Linked DNA regions of Sus scrofa: region 1 is linked to region 2. The links are chromatin contacts, called in public Hi-C maps. All regions are on one chromosome and are shown on one strand. Each heading gives the region's core, a stretch centred on a gene start, on an enhancer-like site or on the middle of the called end of the contact. The rest is flanking DNA. Distances are from core to core; before and after follow the strand shown. Region 1 overlaps RAMP1 (receptor activity modifying protein 1). Region 2 holds the start of RAMP1 (receptor activity modifying protein 1).

Region 1 (5,586 bases), core at 994-3,493, 34 kb before region 2:
CAACTTACATTTCTTTTTAAATTAAAAAAAAAAAAAGTTACAGCTGATTTACAGGGTTTTGTCAATGTCCGCTGTCCAGCATAGCGAGCCCGTTCTTTTTCTCATAGTCTCTCCTGTCACCTTCTACCACAGTGACTGGATACCGCTCCCTGTGCTCGACAGCAGGACCTCATTGCTCGTCCCTTCTAAATGGAATGGTTTGCATCTACTAACCCCAAACTCCCCGTCCAGACCCCTCCCCCCTTCCTCCCCCCCTTGGCAACCACAAGTCTCTTCTCCATGTCTGTGATAACTCACCTCTCTAATGCCAACTTCCACTTCTTTACCGGGCCTGGGTATCTCTGCACCCCTTTTTCTACCCCCACCTAGCTTAGGGCAGCCATCACCCCCATCCCCTGCTTTCTCCTCTTCTGCAGCCCTGGCTGAGTCCACCATTGGCTCTCCCGGCCACAACCTGGCCTCTGGCCTCTGCCTCCGCCCCAGCTCTGCCTTCCCCCTCCCCCAGCCCTGCTTCATACCCTCAGTGCTCCCTGCTGCACCTGCACTGGATTCAAAAGCCCTCATGTGGCTCCCACTGCTCCACAATCAGCTGTACCCCCTCCTTCTCAGTGGCCGCACCTGGCTGAAGTTCCTGCCTCCGGACCTTTGCACGTGCTGCACTTTCCACTTGGAAGGCTCTTAACCCATCTTCACAAGGCCAACATCTGCTTATCCCTAGAATGTCACTTCCTCATACGGATCTTTTTTGATGCTTCAGCCTCAGTTGCATCCCCAGTAAAGTGGGGTTTGCCTTCATGGTTGGGTTGTACTTTGTACTGCAACTCATGGGATGATTCACTCACTGTTGGTCTCAACAGCTAGACTGCAGACGTCATGAGGGCAGGGAGAGTTGAACGAAGAAAACAAAATCCCACTCATCCTGTTCACAGCAGTCAGCGCCCAGGCAAGTGCAACAAAAGCTGAAGGAAGAGAGGGAGCCAGATCTGCCTGGAGATGTGAGGGCACAGCAGGAATGGTGGTTCCAGAAAACAGCAGAAGCCGACACCAAAGGCAGCAGATAGGAAGGGATTTTGAACGTACCTCTCCAGGTTGAATAGAAGCTCGTATAAAAATGAAAAATAAGGTTAAGAATTCTGATCAGTGACCATACGATGAAGTTTCTATCCTACAGAGAATCAACAAGCTTTTCAAAAGTCCCTGGATCCTACTTCGAGGCAGCCAAGAAAAACTTGGCAGATTCTCAAAGGGAAGAGTGAAGCCACTGTTCTTTTGACTACAATATTAGAAACTAGAAATTAGTAAGAAAAAGGATAAACTCAAAAAAACTGAATCCTTAGAAATGAAAGAGCACTCATATAATTTGATGGCCAAACAGGATTTAAAAATTCAATTATAGGCTGTGAGAAAAAGGCAGCATTGCACAGAAAAATCAATGAAATAGAGGCAAAACTGAATTCTGAGAAAAACCCACAGCTATTATTACTGAAGAAAAATAAGTGAAAATAAATGAGGTCAGAATCCAAATCAGGACTTTTTTTAAAAAAAAAAGAACCACAAACCAAATCTTTCCAAAGGGTAAATAATTTAAATGCATTAATATTTATTAAAAACCAATATTTATCTATATTAAAAAATGAATAGGTAGACTCAACAGCCGATTCTTTAGAACAATAGCTACAATGAAACAGTCACATTTCTGGAGAGTCTAATCGAGAAGAAAAGGAGAGAAACTGCCACTGTACAAAACCACAGATAAAAGATTAGAAAGAGGATGAGATGAGCCTGCGAAACATGTATGTATGTTAAAATCGGAAAATCTCTGAATTGGGATGCTTTTTGAGAAGCTATAAACTATCAAATCTTGACTTAAAAACTAGAAAATCTGAGGAGAAGACACAGAAAATGTTATTAAAGAATTACTTTCACAAAAAGTGCTAGACCCATGCAATTCTTGAAATTCCTTCTTTTTTTTTTTTTTTTTTTTTTTTTGGCTGCATCCATAGCATGCAGAAGTTCTGGGTCAGGAATTGAACTCCTGCCATAGCAGCTACGTGAGCCACAGCAGTGACAATGCCACATCTTTAACCCGCTGAGTCACGGAGGGACTCTTTCACATTCTTAAGATGATAGAAAAAGACGCCAAGCTTCCCAGTTCTTTGAAAAAGTTAGCGGAACCCTGATCCCAAACCTCTTAAGATGGCCCGCCCATGTGCCTCAGAACTCGCTTGCACAAGCAACAGATGGCCTTGGCTTTCACTTATAAATAGACACAGAAGTCCTATTTAAAACGCTAGCAATTTGAAGCTAGCCATATAGAATACTCTGAAGTAGGTTTATTTCAGGAACGCTTTAATGCCGCTGCTATAAAATGACACTTTGATTTGTCAAAGGAAAATAACATATAATCATTTAGATACGTGTCAACCGGGCATTTGATAAAACTGGCCTTCATCATTCATTTCTTTCTTCCTCCCTCTCTTCTTTCCTCCCTCCATGCCTCCCTCCTTCCCTCCTCCCTTCCTTTCTGGCTGTACCTATGGCAAATGGAAGTTCCCGGGCTAGGGGCTGAATCCGAGCTGCAGCTTCGGTCTATGCTGCAGGTGCCGTCTACACCACAGCCACAGCAGCACTGAATCCGAGCCACATCTCTGATCCATGCCCAGCTTTGCAGGATTGTGGGATCCTCGACCCACTGAGCAAGGCAAGGGATCGAACCCACATCCTCACAGAGACAACGTCGGGTCCTTAACCAGCTGAGCCACAATGGGAACTCCTGAACATTCATTTCTGATTAAAAAAACCCCAACCTTGTAGAGCATAAGGAAGTACTTAACGTGATAAAAATCTCTCCCAAACCAATAGCAAATATTAGGTTATTACTGGAACACTGCAGGGCTTTTCAATACAATCAGGATTCCGTTTATTTAATTTTTAGGTGGCCAGGTCTGCCTTCTTCCTCGTGGTTTCTGCCTTTGGTGTCAAGGCTTCCACCCAAACCTTGAGAAATGGTCACTGCAGGGCCTTTCCAAAGTGGGGAGGGGCTGGCTGCTCACAGGCTCCTTCCTCCGGTGACAGAAAGCCATGAGGTGGCCTGGCCTATGTCAGGCTCAGAGTGAGCCTGCCAGCCAGCTCATCTGTGCAAAGGGCTTCTCACCATCAGGAGGGGCCAGTGGCCCTCAGGGTGGACGGCCACGCCCACGTGGGGGCACTTTTCCCGCCACCCATGGGACAGGGAGTCTTTGGAGTTCCTTGCTGCTGCAGGGAGCCATAAGGGAGTTTTTCAAATTGTCTGATTAAAATCACTTCACTTCAGGAGTTCCTGCTGTGGCTCAGAGAGTTAAGAACCTGACATAGTCTCCATGAGGATGTGGGTTTGATCCCTGGTCTCACTCAGAGGGTTAAGGATCCGGCGTTGCCACAAGTTGCAGTGTACGTTGCAGATGTGGCTCGGATCCAGCGTTGCTGTGGTGTAGGCCGGCAGCTGCAGCTTCAATTCCACCCGTAGCCCGGGGAACTTCCATATGCTGCAAGTGTGGCCCTAAAAAATGAAAATAAAAAATAAAAAACAACAACCAAAAAAAAAAAAAAGAGAAAATTCAGTACCCTGGCGTTGCCTGGGACCATGTGCTGGGCTGGCAGAACTCCAGCACCCCCACCCCCACCCCCTAGGACTTGCAGTGGGATGTTGGGGGGGCCGGCAGGTGGATACGGTACAGTCAGGCCCTCCAAGTGCCCCTACAGGTCAGAGAGAGCCCAGCAGGAGTCCAAGGAGGCCAAGCGGCAGGAGGCATGGTGCAATCCTCCTGGCGCAGGGCCAGGCTACCGACGCCTCCACGGAAATGAGTGTGACGCTGCGTGCAAATGCACACCTGCAGGGGATGTTTCTGAGCACAGTGTATGTTGCAGAACTTCTGACTGTGGGCAAAAAACCCGGTTTCCCCAGGGAACGGTGGGAACTGCCAGCTCCACCCCTGTGCAAGAATGACAGCACTCGTGAGCACACGCTCCGCGGTTCCCACCAAGAGCCTTGCGTCAATAAATAAATAAGAGAACGCAGCAGGCTTCATACCAGGCCTGCGGAACGTCAGAGGTCAACCTGTCTCCCGTTGCCGCCACCAGCTCCCCGACTAAGCGGCGCCTCTCCAGCCACGGGCCCTGGCTGAGCGAGGTGGGTGTTCGCCGTCCTCTCAGAAGATGAACGGCGTGAATACAGCGGAGAAAAGGATGGAGTTCCTGTTATGGCTCAGTGGTGAAGAACCTGACATAGTGTCCATGAGGATGTGGGTTCGAACCCTGGCCTCACTCAGTGGGTTAGGGATCCAGCATTGTTGTGGCTCTGGTGTAGGCTGGCAGCTGCAGCTCTGATTGGACCCCTAGCCTGGGAACCTCCATATGCCGTGGGTGTGGCCCTAAAAAGCCAAAAAAAAAAAAAAAAAAAAAAAAAAAAGGAGAAAAAAAAGCACCTTGGTGGGTTCAAGGCAAGGAAGACAAATAGAAATGGGCTGGTTTTTTCCTGCTCAGGAAACATTCCAGCCCATCTGGAGGCACCGGCAGCTGAACAGGAGTAAAAGCAGGTGCTCAGGGGTGACGGAGGGACCCTCGCCCTCTTTGTCCCCATTCTCGCCTTCCCCCTCCCACCCCTGGGTCTTGGGCTTCGCCCTCTGTCTTGTTTTTGAAGCCTCCCTCCTGGCCCAGAGCCGGCCTGGCTGACCCTCCCTGGAGACGTCCCCCAAGGGAACATGTCAGCTCGAGTCCCGGGTCAGTTTGGAAGATGCTGCCCGGAAGGCGTCCCCACTCACATCACAGACGGGCCCTGAGGGGCCTCAGGAAGCCAGGGCTCCCGATGGCACTGCCCCCGGGGCCTCCCTTCCCCAGAACTCTTGATCATCCTCCACCCGCTTCCCCAGAACCCCAGCTTGAGACACGCCAGGGAGCTCCCGACCTCTGGGGTTTGAACCTGGCTCCCCTCCACGCTCCTGTTTCTGCCTCTCAGGACCCTCTTAGGAACGACCGGCTCCAGGACCCTCAGGCTGGGAACAGATTCCAGGCTCCTTTCTCCGTGCCCTGCCTCTACAGCCAGGAGGCCAGAGAGCTCGGCTGTCCGCTGCCCCCAGCCACCCCCCTGCAGATGTCTTTCTCCAGCTCAGTACTGGGGACCCAAACTTTGGGCCCCTGTGGCCCCCAGCCGGCACCTGCCCCCTCCCTCTTCACGTGTGCAGCTGCCTGTCTGCTGTCCCTCTTCCTCCGCAGACTGTGACCCTAGGGAGGGAGGGCACGCCCGCTGGGCTCCCTGCTCTACCACCAGCACAGGTGCACAGTAGGCGCAAGTGCACAGTAGGGCTCGGGTGCACAGTAGGCGCAGGTGCACAGTAAGGCTCAGCGCATGATGGCCAATGCATGATGAGGCTGATGCGTCTGCAACTCTGGGAGCCACTTAGGTCCCTGTTCCCTGAGCCTGGGCTGGGAGGAAGGGGGAGTCGGAGGTCACCGTTCCTTCCTGCCTGGGCTGCCCTGGGCCAGTGTGGGCAGAGGAGCCCTGGGGACACCTGGGGTCCCTGCCTGGATATGGGGTCTGCATCGGGCAGT
Region 2 (5,172 bases), core at 1,752-4,251:
TATTACAAAGGATAAGTTCTTGTTGAGGTTGGGAGCCTCCTGGCTAAGAACAAACGAGTTCTCTAGAAACGTCCCCAGCCCAAGGCCAGCATCCTGGGGGGGAGAGGCACGGCGGGGCAGGCGGGGGGGGGGGGGGGACATCCCTCCGGGGGCTCCGTGCTTGTGTGTCCGTGTGTGTCCATGTGTGGGGAGGGCAGGACCCATTCGCTTCGCGTCCGTCTCCATCAGCCAGGAGCACGCTGGACAGCAAGGTGGGCCCAGGGCCAGCACAGGTGCAGGAGGCCACAGCCGCCGCCCCGGCCCGTCTCCGCTCCTCTCCCTTCCCAGCGGCCGCAGCACCTCCCGCCCCAGGTCTTCCCTGAGTCCCCAGGAGCAAAAGAGGCTCTTGGGCAGGTTCCCACTGGCACCAGATCTGCCCCCCACCAGGCACTGTCCTGCAAAGAGACACACCTGGTTCAGACACCACAGGGTCACAGGGTTGAAAGGTCCACCTCTTGGGGTCAACCCAAGCGCTGGGAAGCGTCAGGAGAACTCAGCCCGGGGGCACAGGATGGGATCTGGCAGCCCAACACTCAGATCCAGCCGGCTGAGAGGAAAGAGTTGGCTTCCCCCCAAGGCTCCAGCAGAAAGCAGCCGGCCCAGCCTGGGTTCCCGCCCTGCCCTGAGCAGGCAGGCCTGGGCCAGGGCGCACAGAGGCGGGAGCCCACCTGCCAGGTGGACCAGGAAAGGAAGGCTCTGTGCCCCAAGGAGAGGGATGCTGGCTGCCAATCTCTCAGGGCTCCACCACTGGGGGCTCAGCATCTCTGCTGGGATTTATGCCACACGGGGCGCCCACACCCCTCTGCTGACACCACTTCTAAATGAGTAGAAGCTGGGGCGCCGCTTCATTCTGGGGGAAGAAAATCAGGAGGAACAGACTTTCCCAGCTGGCTATTTGCCTTAGAAAGGAAGGAGTCCAGCTTGACATGTTGCTGCCACCACTTCCGATGCGGACGTAAACAACCCTGGCCTGGGGCTGACGGGCAGGCACCTGTGCAAGGAAGATAATCCGGAAATGTCTCCCTGCAGCTAAATACACAGAAAGAGGGTAGAGGAACACACCGAGCTGATTAGCAAAGGAGAATCCTTCAGATGTGGACTCCAGGATTCGAACTGCCTCTAGACTTAAAACGGCATGACAATCCAAAAGAGAGTTGCATCTGTTGCATTTCTTGCCATGTCCCAGTCGGTTCCAAAAAGTTAACCCTGTATTTATATAAAGCCATGTATTTCAATAAATGCAGTAGCCTTGCAAAGAAACGTCCCTCTCCCCTTCATGCCAGGAAAGATGCCAGCTGAGTTCCTATAAGACGGGCTCAGCCAGGACTCCTGAGTGCAGGCGGGCTCATAAAAACAGAAGCTTACAATGAGGTTCTCAGAGACTAGCCCTGGATCCTCTGGAAATGCCGCTTTTTTTCTGGTTGCTGAAAAACAAGAAATTCCACCTTGCTCCTCTGGGCAGCAAAATCTTCATCACCAAGGAGATTTGGTTAATGCCAACCCTCGGAAAGAAAACTGTGTGCTCTTGAAATCCTAATTACTGCTGGGCTCGAACGACACTACTTCACTGATAACCTCATAAAGTTTATGTTTCCAAGACAGAACTTAGCCAGACCTCTCAGAATACTGGTAAGATCACAGGACTCTGAACTTCCACCGAACATGTTGCCATTTTCTTGGTCAACAAGGAAGGTTTTTATATGCGCTTATGATACAGGGTTTTATTTAGACAAGCTACGGAGGGTGCAGCTCCTGGACATCAGGGAAGGGCATTTATTTATTTATGTTTAAAAATGACCCAACCCAGCCCTCCAACTTGCAAATAGAAATGTTCACGTCTTAGGAAACTAAAACAATAAGTTTCACGTCAAGCCCATAGATTCCCAATGCAAAAGAACAGAATAATATTATTCTAAGATTGTGCTTTTCACACAGCGTTAGCCAAAACAGCGTTCCGATTATAGGCTATTGAGGCAGATGCTACGGGTTTCTGCAGAGCCAACAACACTCCCGGTCGAGACGGGAATTGCAGGGCTCCCAGGCATCCCATCCGCAGCCCCTCTCTTCCCAGACAGGCCACAGGCCCCTTGAGCCACTTCTCCTGCAGCTCCAAGTGTGGTGGCCCCCCTGCACCCAGGGGACCCGTGCAGCAGGTGCTTCTGGCCACCATCACCTGCTCTGAAGCAAGGACCCAAGTGCCACCAATGCCTGGGGTGGGGGGGGCTTCCCAGGGCCCCTGGATTCTTCCACTTTAAATAACCTCTTTCACTTTTATTAAAAGGTAAGTAAATACATGAAATTCAACCGATAGTTAAAGCAGTTTAGGAAGGCTGATTAGCTCTTTATGAAAACACCGAGGACAGGGAAGTGAAGATGACAATTTCTCTAATTTTTCTAAGGCGGGACCCGTTCCTGTCACTACTGGGTTTCCGTCTATGATCTGCCTCAAAGCAGAAAGCCCAGCACGTCCTGCTACCCCACCGAGAGTCCCTCCTTGAATTTCGAGTAGCCAGAAGCGCCAGTTGACAAGCAAGCAAACAAGCAAAAGCTGTCCAAATGTCCCCGAAGAGGACAGCTGGCCTCCTTTTGCAAAGGACACCTGCAAAGGGGGCTTATTTGCACATCAGCAACGTCTGCATGTGACAGTCAGAGGTTCAGTTTTAGCTATAACCTTCTAGATAAACGGCCCGTGGTGCCGAAGGCGACATCCTGAATCTGCAAGGTGCCTGCCCCCAGGCTCAGAGCCTGCGCCCCCGGCGTGCGGGGCGGGGAAGCGGCCGGCGCCCCGCAGAACCCCGATCCCGCGGTGCCTCCTCGGCTGCCCCTTGGCCCCGGGGAGGCGCCCGCCCGGCCCCCGCCCGCGGCCCCGGGGCGGCGGGGACCCCGCTACTCACCCAGCAGCAGCCAGAGGCCGCGCCGCGGGAGGCCGCGCAGGCCCCGGGCCATGGCGCGCGCAGCCGAGCCCAGTCCGCCCAGTCCGCCCGCCGCGCGCCCCGCCGAGGACTGAGCCCGCCGGGCGGCGGCAGGAGGCGGCGGCCCCGCGGGGGCGGGGGCGGGGCGGGGCGGGGCGGGAGCGGCAGGGAGCGCGGACCGCGGGGAAGCCAGGCGCGCCCGCACCTGCCGGCGGGGCGCGGGGGCGGGGGCCGAGGCCTGGAGGCGGCCCGACCCTCGGCGAGGAGCCCTGACAGCGCGGCGACGAGGGGGCTGCGCGTGGCGTCTCCGGGACCCTTCCCCCCCCCCGGGAAGCGACGAGTGGATGCTCCGGAAGCGGCGGGTCTCCCAGACCCGGCCTCTCGCTGTCAGCCCGGGCAGCATCCCCCTCTCCTTAGGTCCAAGAGCCCACTCCGGCCGCGGGGGCCTGCTTGGCAAAAGGCCGAGGCCACCCTTGCCCCTCTGCTTCTCCCGACGTGCAGGTCCTGGGGTCCTGAGAGGACAAAACCAGCCCCGGCGCTCGCAGGGGCTCACGGTGTTCAAAGGCCGCAGGGCCAGTGAGGAGCCCGAGGATGAGGGTGGGTGTGGGCGCAGCGGCGGAGGTGCCTGGAAGGTGCACAGCGAAGCTCCTGGGGCTGGAGGGCGGAGGGCTCTTTGGGGGACCTCCTGCGTAGGGTGATGGGTGGTGAGAGGCAGGAGGCTGGGAGAGCCTTGGATGTCGTTCTGACTCGGGGCTCCCTGGGGGGACGCACGCACCAGGGCCCTGGGAAGCCTAAGCAGGCCTCCCCAGCCTGGGTCGGACCTGAGGCATAAACTCGGGAGGCGTCAGCCCGGGAGCCAAGCTGACCTGGGCTCTCTAAGCTCTACTAGTGGCTGGGTTTGGCCTTGCAGTACTGCCTTCTGTTTTTGTTTTTTGATTTTTATTTTAGGGCCACACCTGCCACATATGGAAGTTCCCAGGCTAAGGACTAAATCAGAGCTGTAGCCGCCGGCCTGCACCACAGCCACAGCAACAGGCCAGACCTGGGCCGAGTCTGAGACCTACAACCAGCCTATTCCAGGGAGAATGCTGAACCACTGGTACATCTATGCTCATGCTAAGCAATCAGGCGCTGCCTTTGGAGGAGGAGGTCGCTACCCCGACAGCCATGGTCACATCACTTGGACTCAGCAGGGTGCCTAGTGCCGGATTCTGGATTCCGTGGTCAGCCGTTCCCTGCTAAACGAGGGGGAAGAGGGCCACCTGCTGTCAGCTCAGAGAACAGGAGGGAGGGCGCTCAAGGCTGGCAGGCCTACAACCTGAGTGGCATCTGACTCAGACTCCCAGGTGGCCAGAGGGGTCTGTGTCAGATGGGAGGGGGCACAGGCTCTCTTGAGTGGCCCCTCTTGCTGAACCTTAGGAAGATACACCCCCATGGGTGGCCCGGCCTCCCTCACTTAAATATTAAGAGACATTTGAGTCCCGGCCATGTGCAAAGCTGTGCCAGGTAAAGGACGCAGGTCTCGCCCTGCGGCTGGTGCATCTAGTGAAGAACCTGCGAAGGTCTCAGTCACACGCAGGGGCCTGGTACGCAGCTGAGCTGCAGCGCAGGACGTCTTGAGGGCTGGGTGGGAAGAGAGCATGGGAGCGCAGCAGGCCAGAGTAAAGGGCCAGTGACCGGGGACCATGCCAGGTGGGAAAGGCACGGCTGGGGGAGATGAGTGGGGCCCCAGCCCAACCCCAGGACAGGTCCACTGCCACCTGGGCACCAGTGAGGGGGAGGGCAGGCATCTCTGCTCCTCTCAGACCCAGCCTCCACTGGCCCCTTGGAGCCACCCTTTCCAGCCTTGGCGTGTGGGCCTCTCCGCGTCTTCTTATAGCTGAGCCCCCTCTTACTGCTCAGGGCACGGGACTCCTACACCTGCACCACTGTTTGCAACATTCTCTCTTCGAGGCTCAAGGGCAGCAGGAGGCAGGGCTTGGGCAGCAGAAGTCCTCTGCCTTCTAGCTCCGCACACACACCTAACAGATATGCAGACGGAGCAAAAAGCCTATTTCTCAAGTTCACAGACTTCGGAAGTTCACACTTCTCTTGGGGACGCCAGAGTTGGTGTCCACAGCATGCACCCTCTCCCCCAGTGGTTTTCCTATCTGCGCCTTGGGTCTGGATGAGAGAGGCCCCAGTAATTACTATGGGTTTTCCCTTCTGCAAAGGGAGAAAG

The links. Hi-C and Micro-C count contacts between places; a contact is called where the count stands out from the background.
Region 1: a contact with region 2 is called in a Hi-C map of skeletal muscle, with 7 times the contacts expected there. The contact joins the enhancer-like site here to the promoter of RAMP1 in region 2. A contact is called at or near these places in 2 of 5 promoter capture datasets (fetal skeletal muscle and liver), 21 of 47 Hi-C or Micro-C datasets (alveolar macrophages, brain, embryonic fibroblasts and 10 more) and 1 of 2 datasets of contacts at active chromatin or transcription factors (skeletal muscle).

The regions. Positions count from the first base shown.
Region 1 is chr15:137,520,833-137,526,418 of Sscrofa11.1, reverse strand. All of the region lies in intron 2 of RAMP1 (receptor activity modifying protein 1), which reads right to left. Among named protein-coding and RNA genes, the nearest start is that of RAMP1, 33 kb to the right of the region's middle. Within about 2 kb of position 2,243, at least 4 of the 83 cell types and tissues checked have an H3K27ac peak or open chromatin away from gene starts, as enhancers often do. A contact at or near this core is called in skeletal muscle, where this site is marked.
Region 2 is chr15:137,488,269-137,493,440 of Sscrofa11.1, reverse strand. It overlaps RAMP1 (receptor activity modifying protein 1), which reads right to left and starts at 3,001. Exons shown (of 3, transcript NM_214199.1): 1 at 2,934-3,001. The coding sequence starts at 2,985.